Regions from separate parts of the Rattus norvegicus genome. Here region 1 is linked to region 2. Evidence: chromatin contacts called from public Hi-C data. All regions are on one chromosome and are shown on one strand. Each heading gives the region's core, a stretch centred on a gene start, on an enhancer-like site or on the middle of the called end of the contact. The rest is flanking DNA. Distances are from core to core; before and after follow the strand shown.

Evidence for each region. Hi-C and Micro-C count contacts between places; a contact is called where the count stands out from the background.
Region 1: a Hi-C map of the Rat2 cell line shows a contact between it and region 2, with 5 times the contacts expected there. The contact joins the promoter of Ltbp2 here to the enhancer-like site in region 2. A contact is called at or near these places in 3 of 12 Hi-C or Micro-C datasets (the Rat2 cell line, Schwann cells and kidney).

Annotation. Positions count from the first base shown.
Region 1 is chr6:110,255,337-110,258,888 of GRCr8, forward strand. It overlaps Ltbp2 (latent transforming growth factor beta binding protein 2), which reads right to left and starts at 1,962. Exons shown (of 35, transcript NM_021586.2): 1 at 1,372-1,962. The coding sequence starts at 1,907.
Region 2 is chr6:110,174,702-110,178,289 of GRCr8, forward strand. It overlaps Ltbp2 (latent transforming growth factor beta binding protein 2), which reads right to left. Exons shown (of 35, transcript NM_021586.2): 19 at 2,139-2,258; 20 at 1,042-1,164; 21 at 695-820; 22 at 1-123. Among named protein-coding and RNA genes, the nearest start is that of Isca2, 27 kb to the left of the region's middle. Within about 2 kb of position 1,925, at least 7 of the 93 cell types and tissues checked have an H3K27ac peak or open chromatin away from gene starts, as enhancers often do.

The sequences.
Region 1 (3,552 bases), core at 712-3,211, 81 kb after region 2:
GGGTCTCTGCTCTCTCTCCCATGTTCAGCACAAGTAATCACGGAGCTGCCTACACAAGTCAGGATAGAGGGGAGAGCGGAAACAGGGCAGGTGAACTCTCCTCAAATGGCCCTCTGCAGGAGGCACTTGGCAGCAGGCAGCTCTGTGCCCTGAAGACTTTAGGTTAGGCCTCGGAAGGTTAACAGGGAGTCCATTTAGACTCAGAGAGGGCCAGCTACGTGCAGGCACTGATCTGCTGGGAACACAGAAGCAAACAAAACCCTGCTTAAGTAGAACTTGTATAAGTCTGAGCCCATACGCAGAAATAGAAATATGTGAGGGGGATAAATGCTGAAAGAAAAGCATAAGGCAGGGTGAGGGCGGGGAAAGGATGAGGCACGGTGAATTCTGCTAAAATACAGGAGAAGACCGCTGCAGGCAAGAGAAGAGCATTGCGCAGAGCAGGAGGCGGAAGATCCTCTGTAGTGGAACTCGGTGTACACGCATCGGGACTGTTACCTGGGACTACAGTGGACAGGTAAACCAGGATCCGGCCGAGGGCTACCAAAGCCCCTCCTAGACTAACCAATGGCGCCCTGCCCAGTCCGGTATTGCCAGGCTTCTGTGCTCTCACTCCAGAGACACCTGGATACTGGGGAGAGGTCCCTAACCTAGCAGTCATTAAATTCTGGGCAGAGCGTTGTTGGGGCTGGAAGGGGGCCTCCTGTAGTAATAGAGTCCGGGGCTCACAGTGAGTGGTGCAAAATAATAAGGAAGAGTTGGAGTGAGGCGTGGCCTTTCAAAATGCGCAAACAACGCTGACATATAGTCTTACTGGCACACACAGACCCAGTCCCTCGCACAGCGCAGCCTCCCCTCCACAGAGCTCCTAAACCCATGCCTAAGCCCTCTGCGTGTCCCAGCAGACCTGAGCCCGGACCATACACTTGTCTTGGCGCGCCTGCTTCGCTGTCAGCCCCTTCCTGGAGATGCTTCTGTCTTCGCGCCCTGGTGTCCCCACTCCCCCGCCCCGATCCTCCACCTACTGGCGCCCCGAGCCAGTTTAACCTTCCCTGGGCCTCAAGAGCCCCAGAGCGCCCACCCAGCAACTACGAGAGCTCGTTAGCCCAGCACAGAACGCGTTAGAAACGCACAAGAGCCTAACGTCGGGGTTCCCGGTGAACTGGTGTCCAAGGGAAAGGATAGTAGATTTATTCTCCCCAAAAATAACTTTCTGAAAGCTGGTCCCGAGCCCCGGCTTCGGAACCTCGGGATGGTTTCTCTACATTACTGAGGACAAAGGAACAGGACTCTCCTCTGTCCCGCTCCACTAAAGGCATGACCGTCCAGTATCCCCGCATCCCCCGCCCCAATTCTCTCTCCAGTGCTCACCCGGTGAGCCGCCCTCGGCGTGCAGCCGCGGGTCGCTGAGGGGTCGCCAGGCGCACGACGGAATGTGCGGTCCGGGCTGCTGGTGGCTGCTGGCCTCGGGGATTGCTTCTCCGAGTCTGGACAGGTGACTGGACTCGACGCAGCTGCTGGGCTCGGGACGGTCTCCTGGCCTCGGCCTCTGCGAGCCTCCCAGGGATCCCCTGGCCCGGCTGATTCCACTCAGAGGGCGACAAGCCGGGGACCGGCGCGTCGGGCTCTCGGAACAGACTGTACACCTTGGCTGCAGCCGCTGCGGGGTGGTTGCCCACGGGGCGCCACAACCGATTGGCATCCCGGCTAGCTGGTTCGTATCTCCCCACGGAATCCCTTTGGGCATGACTTGTCCCCATCAAGAGAGCCAGGACAAGTGGCAGGAAGCCCCTCCAACGCGCCCTTTGGATGCGTCCGGAGCAGCGGACGGTGGTCGGCGCCCTCATGGCGCCAGAGTGGCTGCAGAGCTGTGGGCACCGGAGACCTCGCAGGGAGGTGCTCTCCATCGTTCGCTCCACAGTCCCGCCTGGCGGCGTGCCCCTTCCCGTCTAGGGGACCTCTGAAACAGACGTCTTGGGGTCCGGGGGTTCCCAGGCAAGGACTGTATGGCGTGAGCTGCCCGGGCTGCGCACCGAGCCCGAGTCTGCCGCACCTTCGCGTCCGCACTGCCGCCGTCTGAAGGGGAACCGGAGGGTTTTATTTTTGGAAACCGCCCCCTGCTTTTTCGTCTCTTTTATCCACGCCATGCCCCCCCTCCTTGGAGGGACAGCTCGGCCCCCTTATTACGGGAGACAAGAATTCCAGCAACACCCTCTTTGGCACCGAGAAGCGAGCGGGCGGCGAGGGGATTAACCCGTGAGGAGCTGCGGGCGACGCAGAGCAGACCCGGAGACTGGAAAGACAGATGGCGTCTGCCTGGACAAGCGCACCTGAGCCTCCTTTCTCCTGTCCTGAGCAAGCTCAAGTTGTCCACCTGTCCTGGATGCATTTTCTGCTCCTGACCTCACGGACTAAGATGAACAAGGCTGCTTCTCAGACCTGAAGGAAGCTGGGGAAGGTACCCAGACCAAAGTAATGGGGACCGAGCCTGAGGCATGCGCGCCTGGTCTCGACGCTTCCTCCTCTGACCACTGGGGATGCTAGGCGAGAATGCAGGTGTCCCTGGGGCAGCACCCAGGAGTCGATTGCCTATGGGGAAGGTCAACTTGGGGCGCGCGCCCCCTAGTGGAGCTGGCCTCATCCTTGGCAACCGTGTCTTGTAGTGACACTCTGCCAGAGGGCTTAGCTCCTAGATCTTAATCTGTTTCCTGTGGCGTCTAGCCTTGGCCTGATCCTATGGTGATGGTGGCTGCCCTCTGGAAGAGGTGTTCTCTTTCCACAGAGGCAGACATGGAGCCTCTTGAATAAGGTGACTGAAGGAGAGCATTGCTAAAGACGGAATTAAAACCCAGGCCAGTGGCCTCTGGCCCACAGTCTACTCTAGCTAGACTTCCTATCACAGCCACTCATTACTTGGAGGATTTGCCCCAAGGAGACTGCATGAGTCTTTGATTGATCCCTGTTGGGCTGGGTTCTCACATCTTCTTGTACCGATGGAGACAGGAATATCGGTTGTCTCACAACTGAATTTTCTGTCAAATCTACCTTCTTCCTTTTGTTCCCTGCCCCAAAGCCTAGGCATATATGGCTTTCCTGGAAGAGTTTTCACAATTTACTGCTTCCTAAGGAGACAGGATGAAAGAACCGGTAAAAGACACCCATTCCAACTTCCCGTACCAGCCTCCCCCCTCCCAGGAACCTAAGCAATACCTAATAGGAGAAGAAAGCCTCAATACTTGACACTGGCCTGCGGAATCCTCCCCGCCCAGCTGGTTCTCTGTCCGATCCGAGCTTACTCTCACTCACAGGACCCTCACTGGCCGTCGTCTCTGCTAGGCAAACATTTGCTCCACTGCGATGCCTCATCTCTCTACCTGGAGTATTCGCCTCCAAGAGATCTTCAGGGCCGCCTCTTCATGTCACCTCACAGAGCAAACGTCAGCCCCGAGAGTGGCCATGTGTGCTGTTCAGCTTCCCATTCCTGTGAGGAAATACCCAAGAGTACCCACTTACAAAGAGGAATCATTTCTTGGGGCTTCTTCGTTGTTGTTT
Region 2 (3,588 bases), core at 675-3,174:
CACAGCTGTTGCCCAGGGGGCTGGGCCGGAAGCCCCTGTCGCAGTCCTTGCAGGAGAAGGAGCCCACAGTGTTGGTGCAGACGCCTGTGGGGCAGACTCCGGGGAAGGCACATTCATCCAGGTCTAGGCAGATAGACAAACCATGGTCATGGAGCCAGAAGGGCAGTCCCAGCAATGAAGCCTTCCTTCACTACACCTCTCGCCCATCCTTTGAGTTTGGAGAATACTCTGGATCTCTAGAGAAGGGCAAGTCTTGGCCGTATTCTTTAAGGCAACCTCACACTTCCTTCCTAGAAAGCTCCTTGGATAGCCATACCTACAGCTTAGCTCTTTTGAGACAATGTCCTGTAGCTAGGCTGGCCTCAAACTCATCCTGTAGTTCAGGCTGGCTTCAAACTCAACAAGGCTAAGGCTGGCCTTGAACTCCTGATATTTCTGCTTCCACCCCCAAGTCCTGGGGCCATAGTCATGCACTACCGGATGTGACTTGAGCTTTCCTCTTGTCTCTGTGACAATTTGTCTCATCTCTCAACTTAGAAGTTATGTCAAGTTCAGAAGCTCTCTGGGGTCAAGTCTCCCAAAGTTTCCTCTAACCTAACCCAGAGACTCCCAGCATCAGCCCAAGGCTGGAGGGCAAACATGCTATTTAAGAGGGAGGGCAGCCTGTATTCTGTCACCATCTCTCCTGTGTTACCTTCACAGGCAGTGCCATCTTCGTTCACCCAGTACCCACTCTGACAGGCTGAGCAGGTGAAGGAGCCCTCCGTGTTGAGGCAGAGGCCGGTGGGGCATGAGGCTCGGCTGGCACACTCGTCCACATCTGAAACAGGCCATTGAGTTCTGTATGGGATTCTGCAGGGCAGATATGCCAGAGACACATAGGTGGGCAGGGAATGCAGAAAGGATACGTTTTTGGCAAAGGGTAGGACAGGCCTCAGGCCTGATAGGTTAATTCAGGGTTGGCTATGGGGGTTGACATGCACAGGGAAGATGCTGGAGACTTGATTTGCCTGCGCCGAGGAGGGCACCACATCTCAGTACCTCGGCAGCCCTTCTTGTCTGGGGTGAGCTCATAGCCTGGCTCACAAGAGCATCTAAAGGAGCCTTCCATGTTGATGCACCTTCCATGGGCACATATCCCGGGGGTCAGACACTCATTCATATCTGTGGATAAAGTCCAAGAGGGCGCACTGGCCTCCCCTCCTCCTCGCCCTCTTCCCCACCATAGCAAGCATAGATCCTCTCTATTATGAGCCCCCTTGGAACCAGCCTTCAGCGGGAAGGCAGGCCAGCCACCCTTGGAGAGCCACGCCCCTTTGTTTCATCTAGGCATAGCAGGGCCATACCCTCCTGAGTGTTCCTCAGACACCCTACATAGTCTCAATGAACCCACTGAGAATGCTGGAAATAAGGTGTCCCAGACCCCTGACTCATTCCATCATGGGCCTCATCCTTTCTAGTCTCTCACCTGCCACCAAAAAAATTCCCATGTTCCATACCCAAGGAACAGTTCCAGTCCGTGGGCGGGCAGTGTGGAGAGAGGCCAGGCCATGCCTGGGTGGCTGTGGCTGTCTTGAGGGCCTGGGAACCATCTGCCCTCCCCAGAGCCTCAAAGCATCTATTCAAAACATGGCTCCTCCTGGAATCAGAACCTTGGGCCCTTTCCCTGCGGGGGCTGAGGAGAAAGAGCACTCCTTCCCACTGTCACAGAATTGTTTTGGGAACAAGAAGTGCCATGGCTAATCGGTGGGAGGCTCTCCTTATACAGTGCTCTAGTGTAGCCAGGGGGCCTGGTGGCTGGCTCTCTCCAGCCTAAGACCCTGAGGCTTCTTAAGGCAGTCAACAGAAGTGAACCGCAGGAGCTCCTGGGACTTTGGGATAGAGCTTTGGAACGGATGTGGCTAGGCAGCAGAGGAGGGCCCCACCCTGGCTGATTCAGAGGGCAGAACCCCACAAGGAAAGCACACCCACATCGTACTCAGCATCATCTAAGACTCCAGCAGGATGAAGGAGGACAGTACTCTCTAAGCCACTTCTGTCTGCCCACCTCTTCCCCTCTGGGTGTGTGGGGTGAACCAGCCATCGCAAGGCTAAATGACACCCTCCCCTGTCCCGGTGCCTTGGCACTCAGCCCTTACCTACACAGTTCCCGCTCTGCCCTATGTAGCCCTCCTCACAGGCCAGACAAGTGTAGGAGCCAGGGGAGTTGACGCATCTCCCATCAGGGCAGGTACCAGGGTGACGGCATTCGTTGATATCTATAAAAAAAAAAAAAGCCCCTCCCTGGTCATCTATGAGAGCCACAACCCATGGGGACTTCGTGTCTGCAAATCTTTGACCCTGCCCTGTCCATACAGGAAAATGGATGTCTGTTTTGGTATAGATGAACAGTAAGAAAAACTGACTCCCCCTCCCTATTTTCCCAACCTTCCCTCCTTCCCTCACTATTCTAGAACAGAGATTAATGAAAGACTTAAAGACCCTGCAGATGGCTGTAGTAACCTGTGTGTACTGTTAGCTGTATGAAGTCAGAAAGCTGCATGTTTCACACTGGATTGTTTGGAATGGGCCTTCACATCACCCTTGGTCAACGCTTAATCCTTTACAAGAGGTGGCCATCTGGGGGACAGCAGTTAGTTGAGCTGTTACCACAGGGCAGCACCAAAGGGCAGTGAAAGTGCTTCTGGGGCCCAGGAAATGAGGGCTGACCTTCATTCTTGGGTATGGCACAGACCTGCCTTGAGGCTAAATGCAGACTAAAGGGTGGAGGTTGGCAAAGCTCTGTTTTTCTTCTAGCCCTGATAGGCATGGGGTCTCAGGACTCACTCCGCTGAGTTCCAGAGACCCAAGGCAGCAAGGCTGAGTCTAACAGGGCAGGCAGGAGAGAGGGGCTAAGGAGAGGGAGTGACAGCAAGGAGGAGAAGCTTTGCCCAAGGAGCCAAGTACAGGGTTCTTCACTAGTGACTTGTCTTCAGGGATTCCAGCATGCAGGGGAAGAACCGAGGGAGAGAAGTCATACCACAGGGATTAAACTCTGGGTCACAACCGCAGGAGAACAATACGCCCCTCTGGCACGAATGTCAACATGTGTGGCCATCAGGTTGGCCAAGCTGAGGAAACAGGAGGATTTATCCTCTAAAAATGACAATTACTCTCTGAGAGAAAGTCCAGCGGCTTAAGCAAGCCCAAAAGGCCTACTGTACAGAGGCAAGACCCATTCAGCACCTATGGAGGCAACGCAAGAGACAGGCCAAGGGAGAGAAGCAAGCTTCCTGCACAAGGACCAAAGGCGGCAGGGAACAGTGCAGAGCAGATCAGAGCAAGGGGTCTGAGGCACTGGGCAAAGGGAGGAAAGAGATGGCCTGGCCTGCAGAAGTCAGGAGCCATCATAACTGACTGTTCCAGGGACAAGAGCTTGTCCCTGAGGGTCTAGAAGAGAAGGCTATATCCTCAGGTGGTTACTGGGTTGAGTATCTGCAAAGATACAGTTTCTAGGTAATAAGACTCATCTCTGGAAAGAGAGTCACCGTAAGCCTCTAGTTGGGGTGTCATGAACTAAGCTGAACTAAAAGACTCAGGACTTGAGCT